Regions from separate parts of the Ovis aries genome. Here region 2 is linked to region 1. The links are chromatin contacts, called in public Hi-C maps. All regions are on one chromosome and are shown on one strand. The core of a region is the stretch at or near the end of the contact, and the rest is flanking DNA. Distances in the headings are between cores, read along the strand shown.

Region 1 (5,042 bases), core at 1,183-3,682:
GGGGAGGGAGGTGGGAGGGGGGGGTTCATGTTTGGGAATGCATGTAAGAATTAAAGATTTTAAAATTAAAAAAAATAAATTAAAAAAAAACAAAAACAAAAACTCAGTTTAAACAAACAAAAACTTCACCCTATTTAATCCTCAGAAACTAGACTGCTGACTCAATTTACCCATACCTCCAAATCCTTTCAACCAAATAAACTACAAGCAGACTCTCACATGGATTCTGATTGTCCCTCCTGTCCCTTGCGTCTTCCTGACGCTCTGTCTCTTTAACTGCAGTGACTCATTGCCTGAGCTCCACTTTGGTCTATGGTTCACAAAGTTAGTCAGCTGCACAGAGGATGGGAGATGCTGAAACTGCCAATATTACCTTCTGAAAGGTCCTCTCCGATTCCTCACCCCTCCCCTCCCTGGTCATAGTTTCCTCAGCTGAACCTTGAACTCCTTCTTAACACCTGAAGACCCTCACCATCCCCTCTGCATTTCTGTCCTCCTCTGCTGGACTGTGAGCTCAAGGACACGGAGCCTGCCCCTGGCTTGTTCACCTCCATGTCCTTGCATACAACAAGGGCTCTAGGCCTAAAGTGGGGCTTTAATGTACTTGTTCACGTGGATGAACAAATGAGGGAGTGAGCTAATAAAGAAGGGAACTCAGCTCCATCTGCACACAGACATTTCTCTTCCAGACCCATGGTCTAAACCCAAACGTCAGAAAGTTCATGATTAGTTCATGTTTCAGTGAGAGGACTCTGAAGAAACTGACAGAGGAAACTGGAAAGGGTAACGTGGCTTTAACCCACTGTCATATCTTTTCATACATCATCCATATATATCCAAAGTGATTTTCTTCTTAAAGGATGGAAGCTGAGTTAACTGAAGGAAAAGTATACTGGAATCACAGATGGAAATAACTGGTCAAAGCAAAGGAAATGATGTGAAGGTTTGTGCAGAAGGGGATGTTGGAATGTGAGGGAAAGAATTGGTGACCCCTTGTGAAGGGCTCTCATCCAACACTGGGGCTGTTGGTGACACAGCAACATTTTCTACCACCGCATTTACTGTTTTGACAATACCCGGGTGTTTTATAGATTAGGCTCAATTTTTTGGCTTCAGCATAGAAAGTACTTTTTCTCTTAAAAGCAACTATGGGGACTTCCTTAGTGGTCCAGCGGTTAGGACTCCGTGCTTTTACTGCAGGTTCAATCCCTGGTCAAGGAGCTAAGATCTCACAAGCCGTGTGGTATGACCAAAAATTAAAAACAACAACAATAACAACAACAAAAAAAAACTATGGCAAAAAACAGTACAGAATACTTTTGAGGAAATGTATCTTTTAGGAGAAACCAAGGTGTGGGAAAATGAGGAACTACATAGGAACCAGAACAATAGCAGTCTCCTCTACCCTCAACACGCTCACACTCACATTCATAAATAGACACACACGTAGATGCTCACATTCACACCCACCCCCCACACTCACAGACCCACACATATTCACCCACACTCACACCCACATACACCCCACACACCCATCTTCCACACGTTCACGCCTTTACACTCACTCACTGCAATGGTGATTCACACATTGGAATTTCACACCTAATGTGATGGTGTCAGGAGGGGGGGGCCTCTGTGAGTTGATTAGGTCATAAGGGTGGAGCACCCATGGATGGCATCAGCACTCTCTAAGACCCCAGACAGCTGTCTAGCCCTTTCCACCATGTCACCATGTCAGGACACAAGAGAAGTGTGCGACCAAGAAGAGGGCCCTTACCTACCCGTGCTGGCAGCCAGATCTCAGATTTCCAGCATCCAGAACTGTGAGAAATTGATCTCTGCTATTTACAAGCCCCCCAACTACGGTATTTTATTAGATGTGACTAAGACACTCACATACATGCACAGCATACATGCCTGCACACTCACACACATACTCTACACACCCACACAATCAGATCCCTCCCACAAATACAAAATTCACACGCATTCATACACCTGTGCACTCACACACACACAGCACACATGCAGACACACCACTCCAGACACTCACACACCCTCTCCTGTCTCCCCTCCCTCCACACCCCTGCTCCCCCGCCCCCCCCTCAGCACACACCTGGGCTGTACCCATTCAGCATCAAGTTGTTCTCCTCTAGTGTAAACATACTAGAGAAGTGAAAGGTCATCTCTCATTTCCCCAGCAGCAAGAGAAACGTGCTCTCTCTGTGTTCACAGGCTGACGGGGTTTTACTTGGGGCTTCCTTTGGTGCTGAAGCCCTGAATTCCCCTCTGCAGTGGCGGGGTGTCCCTTTCATTGGGTTTCCCAGTATTGAACAAAGTTAAAAAAGAAAAATCACCCACCACACGCATGTCTTCACTTCCCTTCCCCAGTGAGGTCTGACTGGGCCCCACCACAAAGCACCTGATCTGGCTGCAGGCTGTTCTGAGGTTTTGATGAGTTTCTCATGTCACAGCACTGCCCCGGCAGCTCCCAGTCCCGCCTGAGGGTGGCAAGAGGAATCCCCAGTCAGAGGAATGGGAGAGAGGTGGTTCCAAACAGAAGGGCAGTATTCCACCCAGGAAGGGCTCCCAACAGCAGGCACCACATTACAGAAATCCTTGTGGGAAATTGCTTCCCCTCCCCACACTGCAGTTTCCATGTTTGTAAAATGATTGTTGGAACTGCATGCTGCTTAAATGCCCTTTGGCTCTAGAGGTCTGGGATTCGTGGTTCTGGGGCTCAGAGCAGAACCACTCATCTCAGTAACTCTGGGCAGGGTTTAATTGCCACTTCCTGTGTAGGGCCATTGAAGAATTCCGGGATTCAACAGAAAAAGACTAAGTCCTGTGTGTGCATGTGCTGAATCACTTCAGTTTTGTCTGACTCTGTGTGACCCTATGCGCTGTAGCCTGCTGGGCTCCTCTGTCCCTGGAGCTCTCCAGGCAAGAAAACTGGAATGGGTTGCCATTTCCTTCTCCAGGGGAATCTTCCCGACCCAGGGATCAGAACCCAAATCTCTTATGTCTCCTGCCTTGGCAGGAGGGTTCTTTACCACTAGCGCCACCTGGGAAGGACTAGGGACTAAGTCCTGTAGCAACTCCAACTCTGCTTTTTCAGGCTGGACAATCGCTGAAGGTTTTGAAGGTGCCCTTTCATAACCACCATCTAGCATAAGGTTGTAGAAGCTTCTAGTTTTTACATTTTTGGTTTCTTATTCAAATTCGTTCCGGTCCAAAAGATCCTTCTTGGGCCCACAATTTTGGCTCCACAAAAGAAAACCTTTTCTAACTTATAGACAAGAGATGCCCTCAAGGTGGGCTGTCTCCAGAGCAGTTTTTCCTGTCCCAGAAGGTCCCAGCAGAGACATCTGTCTGTCCTGGCTGGACTAGGAGCAATGTTCATGAGAGATAGGGTGGACTAGAAGAGTTTTAAAGCCCTTTTGAATTTCAAGACTTCATTTTAGAACCTAAAGCTTTCTAAGAAACAGGGACAAGATTAAGATGAGCAGCAGAGAGGAGTCTGCATATGGAAGTTTGCTATACATTACCTGTTGGCTAACAAATCGTTATTTTGACTTTGCTCCGAGGCTGGCTTCAGGGTGCCCTGCTTATGCCTATTCTAACTGCTCTTTGTGACAGAAAGAAAGACAGGTCTAGCACTGGGTATGTTGGTTACACTGTTATGAGAAAAATCATGTTGCAGTACCATCTAATTTTTCCTTGGCAGCCCCAGTGATTTTTCTGGATTTGCACCTTCTCATTTACTTGTGCCTCCACTCCCCACCTTGAATTCTGCAGGTACTTTGATCATTACCCTCATTCTATCAAGAGAAACCCCAGAGTTGAGAGGAATGAAATGGGACCAGAACAGCATATTTTCAGATAACTGTAAAGGACATTTTTGGAGGAGGGATCTTTACGGGACGAAGAATTTGCATTTTAACCAGTTGCTCACTTGTGAAAATGAAAACCAACAGCCAGGAATTGAGCTAGGTTCTTCTATACTGTTTACAAATTACGGTTGCTCTAAATGCCTTGCTTTAAGAATAATCTTGCTATTAAAAATTCATTTTTTTAAGATAAATTTTAAGCTGCAGTTTTAGTTTCAAAGTGAAGAACTTGATTATGACTCACCAAGCTATTTACAGTAGTCTCCTTTTATACCAGAGATTCTATGTGTGAGAGAGAGAAAGGGAAAGAGGGAGAAAGAGCTCATTTCTTAAAATTGAAGAAGACTGTGATTATCAAAATCTATCATGGTAACCCTATCAGAGGACTTTATTACTCTGACTTCTGGTTTCGTGCTTGTCAGCTGCATAATTCCAAAACTGTTTATCTACCCTTAACTGGAAGACATGTCGTAAAAAGGGCATAGCTTTTGAGAAATAAAACCTCTTCTTATAAACATGCCAATCAGTAGCTCAATTCGAACAGTATATATATTTTGGGGGGCAAAATGAGTCATACTGTAGCAGAAAGAGCTCTGGATGGGGTTTTAGTCCCAGCTCTGCACTTAGTAGGTGGTTGACTTTGTGAAAAACCTCCTTTTTTGGACTCTCAGTTTTTTTCATGTGTTAGTGGGGATACTAGTATGTATCTCTTAGGGTTTTTGTAAGGGTTAAGTGAAATGATAATACCAGCTTTCAGCACTTTGTGAAACTTTTACATTCTGTCATAACATTAGGCCTCATTGTTTCCTGGAAGGTTGTTCTGTTTACCACCATTTTACTACTATTCCTGAGGAAAGGCTGTTTTCTATTCCTATTTCTCTTATTTTTGACTATTATTAGTATTTCTGAGGTAGAGGAGCTTACTTTCCACCCCCCTCATCTCTGGCCATCAAATGCTGCACCCTATGTCAGACATGGACTGGCGATTATTCTTACTAGTATCTCACAGTCCTTATATCTGTGTCTCTCCCCTAAAATGAAAAAGTGTAGGTGGTCACTCTGTGGAAGCAAAATGAATGGCACTCCATTGTGGGGTGCTGAGGAGGCATGAGAGGAGAACAGAGTCAGGTGAGAGCAGGATTGTGGTGTAAT
Region 2 (5,042 bases), core at 755-3,254, 140 kb before region 1:
AAATGGGATAATAATCAGATTTACCTCATTGGATTATTGTGGGTGTTAAATGAGTTTAATGTGTAAACGTCTAGAACAGTGTTCAGTAAATGTTTGTAACCATCATTACTCCACAAGGAGACTATAATACAAGCTCCTTGAAGACTCATTTGGTTTTCCTCATCTTTTCCTGGCATATAGATGGCTCTGAATTGAGCAACACAATCTCTGAAGACCCAGAAATGGAATCTCAGCTCTCTTGCTCAGTATTTGGGTAAGTTGAAAATAGGTATCCTTCTTGTAAAACTGAGATGATGATACCTACTGTATAGAATTGCTTTATACAATTGTGAGTATTAAATGAGATATTGTACATAAAGCTCCAAGGACACAGCAAACCCTAAAAAATGCAAAGTCTTATTATCAAGGCTAGGTATAGTGTCATGGTTATGGAGCCAGACTGCTTGGTTTTGAATTCTGGTTCTGCCACAGTTGCTTTTTTATTTTGGCAAGCGACTTAAGTTTCCTGTGCCTCAATTTCCTCCTCTGTAAAAGGGAATAATAATAGCATTTACTTCAGAGGGTTTGAGAACATACACATATGGCCCTTGGTCCAGTGCCTGATATATATCTCAATCATGCCAGATTATTGTTGTTTGTTTAATAAATGAATGATTTGTAGCAAAGAGCTTCAAAAATGAACTTGCTAAAGGACAGAATCATTGAGAGCTGTAATGACAAAGACCCATCCTGAAGTCAGATTCAGGTTGGGTCAAACCCATAAATGCAAGGATAACCCTGAGTGGTAGTAGCCCAGTGAACCAAGCCCTCTCCCTGTCATCTTCTCTCACTGGCCTGGGACATAAGAATAACTGGCCCACAGAATAAAAGCCTGCTAGAGCTGGAAGGAAATGGCAACCCACTCCAGCGTTCTTGCCTGGAGAATCCCAGGGACTGGGGAACCTGGCGGGCTGCCGTCTATGGGGTTGCACAACGTCGGACACGACTGAAGTGACTTAGCAGCAGCAGCAGCAGAGCTGGAAGAATCTTAGTGACCATTTTTCCTTAGCAATTGAAATGCAGAGAGATCAAGTGACCCCAGTTGCCCAAGCTTCACGTCAGTTCAGTGGATTCATCACTGCAAAATGTGGCTTCTCCTTTCCACAATCTCTGGTCTCTGCTCCACCGCACCGGGCAGCCACGAACTTCAATTTCAGAGGGAACAGCAGAAAGATAAAGCAAGGATGGTGGGGTAGGATCTACTTTCAGCCTCTAGAGGGAGCCCTGAGCACAGGCTGGGAAACGCCAGCCTGGCACGAACCCAAGGCCTTGGGGCGCTAGCTGCAGCGTGAGGACCGGCCCTTCCAGGGCTCCTTCCAGCCGGCCAGCCCCTTCTCAGGCACTCAGAACAACTGGGAAAGCCCAAGACACGGGCACAAACACAAGGCCTTCAGCTGTTATTCTATTCACGCAAGGTGTGGACCTACCCATGGTCCCTTAACCCTACTGAGCCTCAGCTTTCAGGTGGGAAGTCATTTCTGCCTTGTCTAGTCCAGGACTCAAAGTCTAGGAACTTACCCCAAATAAACAGAGTCAGGACCAAAGATTTGTATACAACAGCAAATCTCACAGTTTTTGTCTCATGACCCCTTTATACTCTTAAAATTTACTGAGGATCCCAAAGAATTATTGGCTTGTATCTATCAATATTTACCACAGTAGAGATTAACTCTAAGAAACATCTGAATATATATTTACTTAGAAATAGCATATACATTAGCATAAAGAGCATTTTTGTAACATAACCTTTTCTAAGACCAAATATTTTTTTCAAGTCTAATATCTGGCTTAATGGAAGAGAGCTGAATTCTCCATTTGCACTGAGTACATGGCAATTCCATGTGTCTTGTAACCTCTGAAAGAGTCGTCTCTGCACCATGAGAATGAGAGTACAAAATGGCTTTAACCTTGAGGACTCTCCGAAAGGACATGGCAGAAGTCCAGGGGCCACACTTTGAGAACTGCTGGTAGAAAAGACATTTTTCTTAGTGTTATCTATAGCAGGGAGACTCTGCTCTCTCTTCTTACTGCCACCAAGCTGGTTCAGCCTTGCATTATATGGGGCATGTGACAGCAAAATTCTCAGAACTGGTGGCCTTATGCCTTACCCTCCTACCACTCCCAAATGTGGAGGGAATTCTTCGTAAAACACAGCATGTTAAGTGCTCCCCACCCCCAGTCCTCTCATGATCCCTGACTGTCCAGTCAGTGCTTATACACCCAAGGGTCAGGCTCCCTGGTCTGCAGCCAAAATCCCCAGCCTTATGTCATACTCCACATGCCTGATATGCCTGATGGTTTTAGCAAAGCAAGACTATTAACCCTCCAGCATATATGTGCCTTCTGTGTCCCACCTCTGTGCCTTCTGCTTCCCAGGTGGTTCAGTGGTAAAGAACCGCCTGCCAGCAGAAGATGCAGGAGACACAGGTTCAATCCCTGGATCGGGAAGATCCTCTAGAGGAGCAAATGCCAATCCACTCCAGTATTCTTGCCTGGAAAATTCCATAGACAGAGGAGCCTGGCAGGCTACGGTCCATAGGTTCGCAAAGAGTCAGACATGACTGAGCTTCTAAGTACAGCACCTTTTGGATGACTCTGTAGTGTTCAGTGATTTTTAATTGATTTAATTATGTAAATATGACCTTAATTATCCTATAAACAAAAGATCCATTTGTTTAATCTGTCTCACATTGGATCATAAACTCCATGTGATCAAAGTGTGTTTTACACACCATCAGATTCCCAGAAGCTCACCCATTAGTGAATACACACATACTTAATGATCAATAAATGTTTCAATTTACTTTATAAAATATCTCTTCTAGTTCCACATTGCTTTCAGGATAGAATTCAGGTTCTTTACTTAGCAGGACAAAGAAGTTTCAGTAAGAGCCAGTCCCAGCTTTCTTCAAACCTCACTTCCCGCCACTCCGTCACACCATGTACCTTACCCTCCAGCAGTACCAAATAATTTGCTTGTGCTCTCAGGCCTCCAAGCCCTTTCTTGTGCAGTGCAGCTTTCTTTGCCTGGAATGGCCTCTCTCCACCCTCAGCAATGGGAGCACACCCCTACACTACCTGTGCCTTATCACCTGGATAAGTGCTGCTCACCCTGTCTTAGCCCAGTCCTCTACTCTGGACAGCCCCCCTTTTCCATGGCCCTTCCATTCTGGACAAGAGGGTCTAACAGATCCTCCTTAGCCCCTTGAACTTCTACCCACCCTGCCTTGAAGGGCACTGGATTATAGTTACCTGTCTATTTGACAGTTTCTTCCATCCTACCCCAGCAACCTGTAAGATCTTTAAAAGCAGGGACCAGATCTTACCCATTGTTATATCTCCAGAGCCTGGTAGGAGCATGAACACAGTAGGTACTCAATGTTAGCTGAAGCCCTGCCTTTGCCTCTGCCTTTAGAATGTCAGTTCCCTGGGAAAAGGGAGGATTTTATGTAACTGTATATCTTCAGCCTCTGGCAGGAACATGGTGGGCACTCCACCGATGTTTACTGAGTGGCCACGTCTCCCCCCTAGGATGTCCTGCCCACTAACAATAAGCTACAGGTTGCATGTCAATCACTGTGAGCTAATCACTGCTACTAGGCTTTGGGAACTTTCATTGGAAAGACTGATGCTGAAGCTTCCAGAACTTTGATCACCTGATGTGAAGAACTGACTCATTGGAAAAGTCCTTGATGCTGGGAAAGACTGAAGGCAAAAGGTGGCAGAGGATGAGATGGTTAGATAGCTTTACAAACTCAGTGGACATGAGTTTGAGCAAACTCCAGGGGATAGTGGGAGACAGAGGAGCTTGGTGTGCTCTAGTCCAGTGAGTTGTAAAGAAGTGGATACAACTTAGCGACTGAACCACAGCAACACCCTTTGGGAAGGATTAAAGAGAAAAACAAAACTCTAGCACTTATAGGAGTATATATTAGTTAAGACCCAACATAATTGTCTATTGATGGCCTCTACTTTTCAAAATGCTTTTCAATGGATTCTACTAGTTATACTTCTTGTCAAGAAGCATATCTCACAGCAAGAAAGGCTAAAGAATAATTCTAAAATAGCCCCTATCCCTCCCTCACCACACACTCTTCATCAGCAGTGCTCTAGTTTTTACTCTCCTTGGGCCTGCTCTGCACCTGCCCACACACCGGGGCTCCAACGACTCTTTTGACAAACCAGCAGACCCACCTGTGTGTCCAGCATTGGCGCTTCCTCCTCTCTTTTGACCTTACTGACACTTTCCCAGAGCCCAAAGGGCTTCTCTTCCCCAGTCCACTCCTATCTCACTTGGCAGTCCCCAGATGCCCAGAGTCCTGGCCCTATCTTCTGAAGCAGAGCTCTGGTAGCAGAAGAAAGGGCCGTTGGGGGCAGGAAAGAGGTGTGCACAGAACAGTCTCCAGTGTGCCCAGACACACCCACTGAAGTGGCAGATACAGTCTTATTTCCTGTATTATGGAGAAAAAAAAATTATCAGTTTCCTATTAGGGAGCACATGGCTGGTTGTGTAACTGCATTCTTTACAACCGTTTACCTAATTGATTTCTTTCCAACCATCCTGTTTATCAGCAGATATATTAAAAATGACTGTGAAGTTGAGGGAATAAAAGATAAACAAGGAAATTCACATTTGAGAAGAGGCTACTAAGTACCAGGCAAGGACTGTGCTGGGCATCTTTATATGTGTTATAATAGCTCTTGAATCCTCACCGAAACTGGCACACAAACAAAAAGGCCCTGTGCTACTAAATACTTATCATCCACATATCCCAGGGCCTCAGAAAGTTTTAAGTGGTCACACAGCTGATTAGCAGTGTTATCATGATTTGAATGCAATTTCCACAAAACCCATGCTTCTTACACTATACAAAGTTTTCTGTTATGGAGCAGCTGCTATATGGCAAGGCACTTTGCAAATGATTTTTCATGAATCTTCCCCACATTACATACAACCATTTCATAGGCAACATAACCAGTACTTAGTCCACGTCCATATTTAC

The links. A called contact is a pair of places that touch in the nucleus more often than the background predicts.
Region 2: a Hi-C map of liver shows a contact between it and region 1, with 5 times the contacts expected there. The contact joins two enhancer-like sites. A contact is called at or near these places in 11 of 16 Hi-C or Micro-C datasets (blood, hypothalamus, liver and 5 more).

The regions. Positions count from the first base shown.
Region 1 is chr1:42,997,216-43,002,257 of ARS-UI_Ramb_v3.0, reverse strand. The region is part of intron 7 of IL12RB2 (interleukin 12 receptor subunit beta 2); the gene reads right to left. The region is part of intron 3 of LOC132659276 (a long non-coding RNA gene); the gene reads left to right. Among named protein-coding and RNA genes, the nearest start is that of IL12RB2, 25 kb to the right of the region's middle. Within about 2 kb of position 2,432, at least 9 of the 54 cell types and tissues checked have an H3K27ac peak or open chromatin away from gene starts, as enhancers often do. A contact at or near this core is called in liver, where this site is marked.
Region 2 is chr1:43,135,878-43,140,919 of ARS-UI_Ramb_v3.0, reverse strand. All of the region lies in intron 3 of LOC132659276 (a long non-coding RNA gene), which reads left to right. Among named protein-coding and RNA genes, the nearest start is that of SERBP1, 65 kb to the right of the region's middle. Within about 2 kb of position 2,004, at least 4 of the 54 cell types and tissues checked have an H3K27ac peak or open chromatin away from gene starts, as enhancers often do. A contact at or near this core is called in liver, where this site is marked.